Linked DNA regions of Mus musculus: region 1 is linked to region 2. A link is a contact called in public promoter capture Hi-C data. All regions are on one chromosome and are shown on one strand. The core of a region is the stretch at or near the end of the contact, and the rest is flanking DNA. Distances in the headings are between cores, read along the strand shown.

Region 1 (5,997 bases), core at 2,951-5,450, 2.2 Mb before region 2:
AGCTCTGGCTGTCTTGGAACTCACTCTGTAGACCAGGCTGGCCTCAAACTCAGAAATCCGCCTACCTCTGCCTCCTGAATGCTGGGATTAAAGGTGTGTGCCACCGCTGCCCGGCTTTATTTTTATTTTTTTATTTTTGTTTTATTGAGACAGGTTTTGTCTGTATAGCCCTGGCTGTCCTCAAACTCAGAGCTCTGCCTGTCTCTGCATGCTGGAATTAAAGACATGAGCCCTTACACCTGGTTCCCCCCACCCCCATTCTCTCACACCACTCCTGACTGCCCCCATTCTCTCACACCGCTCCTGACTGCCCCCATTCTCTCACACCGCTCCTGACTGCCCCCATTCTCTCACACAACTCCTGACTGCCCCCATTCTCTCACACCACTTCTGACTGCCCTGAGCTCCACGTAGTTTAAGGTGACTTTGAATTCCTGACCCTCCAGCCTTCAGCTCCTGAGTCCTGAGATTATAGGCTGTACCACCAGAATATCTCCATAATGTTTTTGTTTGTTTGTTTTTCAAATCAAAGTGCATTGCCATCTCCAGGAGAATGTTTTCAACTCTAAGAAAGACCTCAAAACTACAGTCTCTACCATTTGTTAAGTTTCTTTTCTAGGGGCTGGTGAGTTGGCTCAGTGGGTAAGAGCACCCGACCGCTCTTCCGGAGTTCAAATCCCAGCAACCACATGGTGGCTCACAACCATCTGTAACAAGATCTGACTCCCTCTTCTGGAGTGTCTGAAGACAGCTACAGTGTACTTACATATAATAAATAAATAAATCTAAAAAAAAAAGTTTCTTTTCTAGATGTCTCTAATGAAGAATAGCCACTTTGAATTTAATAAAATGTCTTTGTAGTAACCACTGAACTGATGTGTTTTTTTTTCTTGTTTAACATATTAATGAAGCCAGGCTGGGCGGTGATGGCGTACACCTTTAATCCCGGCCCTTGGGAGGCAGAGGCAGGCAGATTTCTGAGTTCGAGGCCAGCCTGGTCTACAAAGTGAGTTCCAGGACACCCAGGTCTATACTGAGAAACCCTATCCCGAAAAACAAAACAAAACAACCCCCCCCAAAAAAATCAAGCATATTAATGAAGCCAGCATAAACCAGAACCAAATAGTGTCATGAGTTTGGGGTATCCTGATTAATGTTTCTTGTGCCCATATACTCATCCCTCCCATCCTTCCACAGTGACCTATATCTTAGACTTGTGGAACTTTCCAGTTTCATATACTTCATACTTCCTCTGAACCAATGAGATGTTCTGAGAAACAGGAGACGATGTTTCCCTATTCTCAGCTTTTCTGAGTGTCTGTTCCAGACTCTATCCACAGACCAACCTATACCCAGCCAGGTAAGAGACAAACAGATGGGAGGCATGATAGTACACACCTGTAACCCCAGCATTTGAGAGATGGAGGCAGTAGGATCAGAAGTTCAAGGCCAAGTATACACAGGAAGCTCTATATCAAAACAAAACAATCCCCCAAACAACCAAAAACAAACAGAAAAGCTGGATGTTGTGTGGTGGTTCACATCTTTGATCTCAGCACTTGGGAGACAGAGGCAGGTGACTCTCTTGTGAGTTTGATGCTAGCCTGGTCTACATATTGAGTTCTAGTTTGTTTGAGACTGTCTCAAAACAAACAAAACTACAACAAGACCCATGATGTCACGTGGTGACCCATGCTTTTTCTTTTTTATAATTTATTTTTATTTTATGTGCATCAGCGTTTTGCCTTCATGAATGTCTGTGTGAGGGTGTCGGATTCCCTAGAACTGGAGTTACAGACTGCCATGTGTGTGCTGGGAGTTGAATTTGAGTCCTCTGAAAGAAGCAGCCAGCGCTCTTAAATCTTAGCCCCAGTTCCACACCTTTAATATCAGCACCCAGGAAGTAGAGGCAGGCCAATCTCTGTGAGTTGGCCAGGGGCTACATAGTGAAACCTTGTAAATAAATATCAGAGGACCAGCAAAGAGGGAGGAAGAGAGGCCTGTCACCAGGGAGGTTTCTTGATTTCCTGCCTGTCCTTGAGAGTCAGCCTAATGTTTGTTCTTCCTCAGGAATCAGAGAACTGCTCCTCTTTGCTCTCTTTGATTTTGGCTGTCATATATAAACTTAGTGGATGGATACCCTGCATTTCTATAATGGAACCAGCTAGGAGGTGCCCTCAGAGAAGCAATCTAATACCTTCCTAGGGTGGTATCCCGTTATTTTTGGATCTCTAAAGTCTCCTCACGAAGCAAAAAAGGACCAAGAAGTTAGACGGGGATGGGGTGGGGTGGAGATAGCATGTGGTGATATCTGTGGGTGTGTTGACTTTCTAAGACTCAGCCTGTGGTTCCTGTGTCGCCACGAATGCCCATGAGTGTATGACTGTGGCATGTGGTGTGTGCCTATGTCAGTCTGTGTGTCAGGGCAGGGGCTCCCTGTGGTGTGCAAATGTGTTGGGAGGGGGGTGATGGGGAGAGCCTGGCTCCTTTGCTTCCACCCCCATCCCTGCTCCCATCTGGCCTTGATCAGTGGGTCCCTGGGGAGGGAGCCGCGGTTTCGGATACAGGAAAATGTTCCAGGAAGCGGCCACTGTGCTGAACCCGGCTTGGGCTCCCCCAGCGGAAATTGTTACAGGAAGGAGGAGGGGAGGGAGTGTTGCGATAGGATTAAGGATGGAGGAGGGTGGCTCTTGGCTCCTCTCTGGATGGGATAAAGCTGAATAAGTTGATGGGAATCTCAGGTCAGCCAGGATCCTGGATGCTACCACCTCAATCATTTAATGCAAAACTGGGAACTTGGAAAATAGGGTCCCTTTCCCTTTTTATTCTCTCGAATCCTTTTTATAGTTCTATTACCTACCATGAATGCCAGCTGGGACCAGGATACCTGGGTATTGCCTGAAAATGACTTGGCTTGGTGAGGGGCTAAAGAGTCAGCCCCTCTCCTCTCCGCATTGAAGGGGCTTTGAAGCTCATGTCCAGGACTGGGAGGGATGCCTAATTGGGATAATGGAGGTTAATGGGGCGCCTGGAGGGGGTGGCCACGCTTCTAGATCAAAGAAGCCAGCTCTTCCCAACCACCACAGCTGGAGGTCACAGCTGGAGGGGGAGGGGCAGGGACTCAGAGCCAGCCAGCAGGGGGTGCTCTGGCCTCGGAATGCTTGTCCTCTGGCGTCTCAGGCTCCTTCTTCGATCTGCTTTTGCCCGAGAACGCTTATCCTGAGGTTCTGAGTCCTCTTTTTTGGGTGCTGGGGAAGAGGGAAAGGTCAACAGGATGTCAACTTCCTCAGGTTGTTGCAGGGTCCCAAAGCACTAGCTTTAGATCCAGTTTGGAGAAAGCCAAGGCTGGGAGGCTAAGTTTATAAGGGAGGCAGAGAAAGACCCGACTTGGCATTGGGGGTGTTGGCTAGGATGGAGGCCAAGGGGCACCAGCGCTTCCCCGCCATCGCCCCCCTCCCCGGGGTTGGCGCTCCCTCTCGGGCTCTAATCGGCGCGGCGGCCGCAGCGGGCAGAGTCAGCGCCGCCAGTCTCCGGGACGCGACTCCCAGCAATTGTGGTCGGGACCGCAGATATGCAGCTGCCTCCTGCCCGGGCGCCTGGCCCGGCCGGCCCCGCCTGCGCCCCGCCCCGCCCCCAGCCGGCCCGCCCCTTGCCTGCCAGCAGCACCGGGACACTGAGGCATGCAAGAGGTCCCAGGTGGCCAGCGTAAGCGGTGGAGATGCCCCAGCCCAGACCTCACTATGTTCATTGTCCCTCTGCCCGCTCTGTTTCTCAGCTTTAGCTGGAGGCTTATACTTTCACTGTACGCCTTGCTTCGAGCCTCCTCTTGGAAAAAGTCGAACAGTGCTTTGATGCTTTGAAATGCAGGGGAGGGGAGGGATGTCTGACTGAGATGGAGGAGGAGGGTGGAGATGGGCGCGATGGCGGACTCTCATTGACAAGGGCAGCGGGGAAAGTTTCTAAGTAGAGGAGAAAAGGACGGAATGGGAGAAGCAGGGGCGAGTGTCAAAGGGTAGGAAAATAGTTCTTTAGAGGCACCCCAGCCATTCAGGGGCTTCCTGCTAGAATGCTGAGAGAAAACGCTCAGATACTGCACTGGCCCCTTCCTCAATGCTGAGCAGAGCCACTGACTATCCAGAGCTATTCTCAGCACTGAACTTTAAAACCTGCATGCCTGCTCATTTTTCCTGTGAGGCTGGCTCTCCTTTCCACCCCGTACACTTTGACCTCTGGCTTGGTGTGATGACACCAATTGCCATCCTCATCTCCAGTTTTGTCCTCCAGCAACCTGTGATGAACTAACACGTATCATGTATGAAGCAAGTACTAAGCGGTGGATACTGTTTATAGTTAAGGGATAGAGGTGTAGTCCAGTGGTAGTTATAAGTGTAGTCTGGTAGTAGTTATAAGTGTAGTCTGGTAGTAGTTATAGGTGTAGTTTAGTTATATTATAGGTGTAGTCCAGTGGTAGTTATAGGTGTAGTTTAGTGGTAGAGCGCTTATGTAGTTTGTGTGAGACCCTGTGATTGATGTCTAGCATCGAGTGGGTGGTCCAGCATACATTTCTAATTTTTGTGGGTTTTAAAAAATTAGCCAGGCCGTAGTGGCCCATACCTTTAGCCCCAGAGCTCAAAGGCAGAGGCAGGAAGATCTCTGTGAGTTTGAAGCCAACCTGGTCTACAGAGTGAGTTCCAGGACAGCCAGGGCTCACAGTGAAACCCTTTCTCAAAAAACCAAATAAACCAAATTGCTTTTGAGTGTGTGTGTGTGTGTGTGTGTGTGTGTATGTGTGTGTGTGTCACAATGCATATGTGGTGGAGGTCAGGAGTCAGTGCTATCCTTTTACCTTGTAGGTCACAGGGATAGAATTCAGGTCCCCTGGCACGATGGCAGGTATCTTTACCCACTGAGCACTGTGCACAGTTTCAAATCATTATAACAACCTTGAGAGATGACTGTCTTGTTTCTCCTTTCTACAGAAGAGGAATCCTAGGTTAAACAGTTTGCCCAAGCTTGCACCATACTAAATGGCTGACAGACACAGAACTGTCGGGCTCTAAGACCCCCTTTCATGCTCATCTTTGCAGCCAGGGCTATCTTTTTAATATACAAACATTTCTATATGTTGTCCTGGGGATTAAGGTCACATACCTTGCATAGCTGATGAGACATTTCCCACCCCCACTTTCTCTCTCATGTTCTGGGGTGGAACTCCTGGGATCTATGCTTGTGAAACACTCTACCACTGTCTACAGAATCCAACCCCCACATCCCCTTTGTGTGTGTGGCAGAGCTTCACTAAATTGCCTATGCTGGCCGTGGGCTCTTGAGTAGCCCGCAGTCTCTGGAGTAGCTGGGAATACAGGCCCATTCCACGAGGCCTGGTTCAGCCTTCACCCTATGCTCCAGTCATATGCACAGAGGTGCTAACTCTTCTTACCCTGGAACAATGTGCATTTGCAATATTTCTATTTTGTTGTTGTTTTCTTGGAGGACGGAATGTCGGGATATAGCTGCCTGACCTGGAATTCACAATTCTCTTGCCTTTCTGCCTTCTGTCCCAATTGTCGTAATTGCCAGTGTGTTCAACCTCACCCCGCCAGACCAAGTCTTATTTTTATTGAGCCTTGAGCCTTCCTTCCTTCCTTCCTTCCTTCTTCCCTTCCTTCCTTCCTTCCTTCCTTCCTTCCTTCCTTCCTTCCTTCATACCTCCCTCGTCTCCTTCCATTTTCTTCCTTCTTTCCTCTGGTAGAATCTTACTATGTAGCTCTGGCTAGTTTTAAACTCATGGCACCGCACTCCCTCTACCTCAGCCTCCTAAGTGCTAGGACCACCTTCAGCTTTTTTGGTTTCTTTATATGGTTTTCTTCTAGCCTTCCACTACTGACTTAGATCAATTCTGTCTCCTGTAGCACACACTACTTGCTTTAATTAAAAGGCTTCCTCTTTTTGTTAGTTACAGGATAGTTTGTGAGGCACAGAACTGGATCAGTCATG
Region 2 (6,269 bases), core at 878-3,377:
GCTCAAACTCAGGTCTTACCTGAGCAAGGTACTGTTCAACTACTGAGCTACATTTCCAAGTCTAGATTCTTTGTATTTGAGACAAGTGGAGGGGAGGGAGAATCTTTTAGGATATGTCTAAAGATGTTCCTTAACGGTTCCTGTTGCTGAACAGAGCAAGACACAGCTGTGGACTGTAAGTCTGTCCTGTCTAATATACTCAGAGTGTGTTACAGTTCGGGTATGCTGCAGCCCCACTCAGGCTCATCTGGTCTCGGGATCCTGACTCCCAGCTGCCCTCTTCTACTCTCAGTTATCGCCCTTTAACACTGCACACAGGCAGAGAGTTTTTAAGCGTCTAAGACTGTAAACTGACCTTTCAGTCAACCTAGATTCTCAATAATCCACTTCATATAAGAGCTGTGGGGGTTGGTTTGTTTGTTTGTTTTTGTTTGATTTTAAGTTTAGTTTTTTGAGACAAGGTTTCTCTATATCCCTGGCTGTCCTGGAGCTCACTCTGTAGACCAGGCCAGCCTCAAACTCACAGAGATCTCCCTGACTCTGCCTTCCAAGTGCTGGGATTAAAGGCATGCACCACCACCACCTGGCTGTCTAAAATTCTTAATATTTTCTCCACATCTTCTTCAACAGAGATCAACAGACTATAGCTCCTGGGCCTACTATACTTATCACCTGGATTTTGTTTTGTTTTAAGACAGGGTCTTGGTGTAGCCCACAGTTGCCTAAAATCTGGAATTCTTTCATCTCAGCTTTTTCAGTTCCAAGATCAGAGTGTACCACCAAACCAAGCTATACTGATTTTTCTTTTCTTTTGCTTTTTGAGACAGAGTCTCATGTCTTCCTGGCATGAACCTGCTATGCAGGTGAAGCTGGCATTGAACTCCTAATCTTTCCAAGAGCTACTTAGGATTAGAGTGTACTGCTACCATGGTGACTCACAGCCTGTTATCACAAACAGACTTATTGGGATATAAGGTGTGGTGGTTTGAATATGCTTGGCCCAAGGAGTGGCACTATTAGAAGGTGTGGCCTTTGTTGGAGTAGGTGTGTCACTATAGGTGGTGTGCCACTATAGGTATGGGCTTTAAGATCCTTGTCCTAGCTGACTGGAAGCCAGTGACCTCTAGCAGCCTTCAGATGAAGATGTAGAACTCTCAGCTCCTCCTGTACCATGCCTGCCATGATCCCCACTGATGATAATGGACTGAACCTCTGAACCAGTAAGCCAGCCCCAAATAGATGTTGTCCTTATAAGAGTTGCCTTGGTCATGGTGTCTGTTCACAGCAGTAAGACCCGAACTAAGATAGCAGGAGTAGTCACTTGCAGTGTCTACAGCTGTTGTCATGCTGTCCAGGCAGAACTGAGTAGCTATGACACAGACTATAAGTTGTTGAAGCCTAAAGCCCAACTGTCCCTGTACAGAAAACCTTTTCCAACCCCTAACCCACAATAATAAAATCAACATTTAAATCTTTGCGTCTGAAAGCACATACAAGCCAGGCGGTGGTGGCGCACGTCTTTAATCCCAGCACTTGGGAGGCAGAGGCAGGCGCACTTCTGAGTTCAAGACCAGCCTGGTCTACAAAGTGAGTTCCAGGACAGCCAGGGCTACACAGAGAAACCCTGTCTCAAAAACAAACAAACAAACAAACAAAAAAACAAACAAAAACAAAAAAAAACAAAACGAAAGCACATACAAGTTTCATTTCATGTCTCATTCTGTGAAATAAGCCTGCAGAGCCAGTCCCCCTGCCCCTTTAACAGAGGAGGGAGACATGGGCTAGCAGGCTGGAAGCTGCAGAGCTTGGCAGACTCTGGTTGGCCTACCTCTGCCGGTTCTCAAACAAAAGGCTATAAACAGGACTACCGGAAATCTCCCAAGACCTTTAAAAAGGAAAGTGATGGGGATTAGCACGTTAGGTCAGGAGCATCTAATGCTTTGGGACTCAGAGTCAGTAGTCAGACGGAGGGAAAACACCCAACCCCCAGGCCCAGCTCCACACCACTGTCCATCATGGAAAAGGCTGCAAAAGCCACTTGCCTGAGAAAGTACTTGAAATACAGTCCAACCAACTTTAAATAGAGAACAAAAAATAGAAAGCAGCTATTTTTATTTTTAAAGTCAGATGATAAATACAGGAAGGAAATCACATTAGCACGCATGAGCTACGTTGTGAATATGCACAGGGAAAACGGTTTCAGGTGGCACACTGATCCTTCCAACAGGTTCCTGTTGGCTTGGGGATTTTGTTTAAGTTGGATTGTTTGTTTGTTTGTTTGTTTGTCTTTCTTTTCTTTCTTTTTTGGAGAGGCTATATAAAACTACAGATGTATCATCTATTGCTGTTTCTTGTACTGATCAAACAGCATAACAAATCACTCAAAGGAACATGATCTTTCCAAACTGTGTACTTAATGTTTTAAATGTTAAAAAGGACTGCAAATTCTTACTTAAAAGAGGAGACATTCAAATCTAAGTATTTTTAAATATCTTTCTCAAATATGTTTCTGCTTTATGTTTTTTTGATGTAACTAATTTAAAAGGAGAAAAATAATGTAAGTGAAGATAAAACATTGCCACGAAGAAGTGACAGGCAAGCCGGGCAGTGGTGGCACACGCCTTTAATCCCAGCACTCGGGAGGCAGAGGCAGGCAGATTTCTATGTTCAAGGCCAGCCTGGTCTACAGAGTTCCAGGACACCCAGGGCTACACAGAGAAACCCTGTCTCGAAAACAAAAACAAAAACAAAAACAAAAAAAGGTGGCAGGCATAAATCTGGGAAAGACCTGGAAAGAGCACATATCTCCACTCGGAATCAAAATCAGCTACAGGTCATCACAGGAAAAGGAAACATACACAGAGAAAGCCTTCTAATGAAAATGGGGTCAGCGGGTGTACGGGCCAGAGCACAAGTGAATGGGCACCAGAAACAAAGCCCACACAGCTCTCTTCTGAGTAATGGGCATGTCTCTGTCTTCATAGGAATCCAAGCTTCTAAGCCATCCCATTTCCTCTACGTCTAAAACTGTGACAATCGACATACTTTAATTTGTCAGAAATCAACCCAGACGTTCTATTTACAGTTTCAGTAAGTATACCCAGCACATGTCATACAAACATAGATTTATGTCAGAATAAACTCAGTTTGCGTGTGTAGTGCATCTGCTCCAACTTGACAAGACATTGTAAAAGCAGCCATGAAAGTTGGCCCACAACTATCTTTTTAGCATTCAGGAGGCTGAAGCAGGAGGACTGCTGTGAGTTTGAGATCATCCTGGGCTACAAAGACAACAAAAGCATCAGCAAGATGGCTCAGTAGCCACCATACCTCAGAGCCAGAGTCCAATTTCCAAGGCCCACATGGCAGAAGGAGAGAAATGACTTCTGCAAGTTGTCCTGTGATCCACATACTCTGTGGTACAGGTGCTCTTGTGTGCATACATGTGCGTGCAAACACACACACATACACACTAAACAAACAAGTAATTATAAAAAGAAGTTGTAAAATAAAAACCAAGAGTAAATCAGACTTCCAGGAAGAACAGTGAATCTAGCAGAACTTAGTGCAGGCCAGGAGCTCATCTTCCTGAACAATCTGTCACTATAAACTTATCGACTTTGATTTCTAGGTACTGCACTGAGACAGGCTGGCTGCAGAGTGCTGGGATTGCAGGTGTGTACTACTGTGTACAGCTAAAGCTTTTGCTGCACATGAAACCAGCTGTTCATGATAGAACATTAAGGGAATACCAAGGAAGAAAATGAAAGTGATATTGATTCTCTTAAAACTAAAAGCTATGGTCTATCAAACCAAATTATGTTTCTAGATAAAAGGTGACCCTCTGAGCAGAGTTCTCCAACACTGTAAACTTAGCTGTCTCTCCTACAGGAACTAGCAGTGAACATGGACTTGGGGTGAGAAGAAAGAAGTAGTCTCCGGGCAGGTCACAGATGCTGGAGATTTATTACACTCTGCCTGACAGTGCACCATTTAATGGATGAAACTGGAACAACACGACCCGGGCCTTATCAAGGGGAGGACAGAGGAGTCTGAGGGCATGGGAGGGCAGAGCACTATCTACCAGGCGGGCAGGCAAGATGCTGCCAGAGGTGGACCATCCCTATCCAACCACATCTCAGGAGTTACTTGGGGAGCCTCAATACAAGGCCCCATGATTGGGATAAAGTGTTTAATTTTACTGCCATGGCAAGAAAAAACTAAAAGCAACGGTGGAATCACTATATATAGCAACATAATAGATAATCTATAAATTAAAGTGAAAAACTCAGACCCTTAGTCTGAACAAATAACTTTCTCTATAGTAAGGACTAGATGGAACCTGCAGTGACTAGCTATAACAGAATTCTTTACCCTCCCGCTATTTAGTTTATAGACACGGGGGTACTTATAAAACTGATGTAACTTGAAAGGCACTAAGTATAAAGACTGGACTAGAGGCTGCAGCCTTACAAATGCAGTCTCCCCTCCCCGTGTGACTTTAACAGAGGTCACTACAGTGATGTTTTGGCTCTTCAGGCAGCTATGCTATGCGGAGCGGCCACTAGGGGTCAGCGGTTCCTTTAAATGGAGCGGTAGAGTTGTTACATGTCATCCCTTTTCAACAGTCATCATGCACACAATGTGCTCTTCTGAGCGTGGGTGAGTCTTCTATGTGTCTGCTGATTGAACGTAGTGACCCAAGCACAGCCCAGAAAGGAACAGCACAACGTTCCCACCCAGGAACACAGGAGACGCCAATTCAGTTCTTACCCCTGACGCTGCTGCCTGTAACTTCAGAGATATTCACACATGGAGGAGGAGCAGTGCCAAGCAAGGCAGCTCAGAGATGAAGCACTGGACAAAACATTCACTGCAAAGGTGATCAGAGCTGCCATGCTCTCAGCCGTGCAGTGAGGTAATGATCATCAGGGCTCATGGTTTTAACCCTGCATGCTCTTTGTAAACTTCACACATGTGTCTTCCCCCACCCCCACTTACCCATCCTAGCCCCCATCCCTGTGGTATTGCTGAAAAGGAAAAGAGCAAGGCTCTGTGACCCACATGACAGGAATTAAGTTTCAGGAAAGGGAGACACTGAAGGAGGACCTAGCTGGGCACACCTCTTTCCTCCAATGTGATGTTCATAGCAAACCAGTAAAGGGGTGGGAACCTTGATAGGGACAAGGAAGACTGCTGGGAACAGGTAGCTCACTCATAAACAAAACAGACCCGGGAAGAACAGCAGCTCAGCTCACCTGCTAAGCCCAATGGCAACAAGGAGGTAACACTGCAGCTCTTCCCACTCTCTGGCCCCCTCCTTCCCTTCCCACCTGTAAAGAGACAAGATCAAGGCTATACAGAACAGAGTATATGTATATATACTTGGTTGCTATGTAGTCCTCACACTCAGGATCCTCCTGCTTCAGCCTTCCAAGTGAAGGCATTACAGGCTTCCTAATCCATCTCATCTCATCTGTATAGTAACACTGACTGGCGATGCTTTTAACAAAGTAGGAGGTCCCTCACAGATGAGACATCAGAAGAGTGTGTCAACTGTCACCTGAGTCCTTATTCAAGGCCCCTGCTCTCCTCCTCACCAAGGACAGATGAAGCTGCCCAAGTCCTTCTGTGCCTTTGCTGAGGAGCTTAGGCCCTGGGACTTACAGAGAGCCTCAGGTCTCCTCACGTCTCTTCACGTCTCCTCGTGTCCGGAGAAAGAGGCCATGAGTGCTGAGTTCCTAACCTGGGAAGGAAGGGGTCAGCAGCCCTGATCAAGTCCCTACACAGATCCTGACCACAGATTTTTCTGGGCCACAGGACACCAGGAAAATAGCTGTGCCAGAGACTAAGGGAACATTTCAGGAACTTCATTCTGCGACTCCAAGAGTGTCTTGTGAGGCAAGAAGAATGGACTCCACCTTCAGGATACGTCAGAGGGGCAGGAAAAGAAGTGGGCTGAGCAGCAGGGCAGCATTAAGGGCTGCAGAGTGAAACTGGCTCGCAGTCACACCCAAAGGCCTTCAGTTTCGGAAGTGAATACAGGACCACTTGATGCCTGTGGGCTTTTAGACAATTCAGGGGGAAAAAGAAGCCCCGAGAGGAAGGACTGGACTTCCTTCTGATAAGACACATGGAGCAGATACAATGATATGCATCCAGTCATGGCTACTCCCATCCTACCCACACCCACAAAAGCACAGACTGGGGGTGGAAGCTGCAGTCTCTCTATTATACGGAAGCCTTGCCTGCAAAGGAGCCTCTAACTC

The links. Promoter capture Hi-C pulls out the DNA fragments that hold promoters and counts their contacts.
Region 1: a contact with region 2 is called in a promoter capture Hi-C map of pre-B cells, with 4 times the contacts expected there. The contact joins two enhancer-like sites. A contact is called at or near these places in 2 of 39 promoter capture datasets (cranial neural crest and pre-B cells).

What each region holds. Positions count from the first base shown.
Region 1 is chr15:102,374,519-102,380,515 of GRCm38.p6, reverse strand. No RefSeq gene overlaps it. Among named protein-coding and RNA genes, the nearest start is that of Sp7, 11 kb to the right of the region's middle. Within about 2 kb of position 4,200, at least 222 of the 459 cell types and tissues checked have an H3K27ac peak or open chromatin away from gene starts, as enhancers often do. A contact at or near this core is called in pre-B cells, where this site is marked.
Region 2 is chr15:100,125,244-100,131,512 of GRCm38.p6, reverse strand. The region is part of intron 2 of Dip2b (disco interacting protein 2 homolog B); the gene reads right to left. Among named protein-coding and RNA genes, the nearest start is that of Dip2b, 90 kb to the right of the region's middle. Within about 2 kb of position 2,127, at least 9 of the 459 cell types and tissues checked have an H3K27ac peak or open chromatin away from gene starts, as enhancers often do. A contact at or near this core is called in pre-B cells, where this site is marked.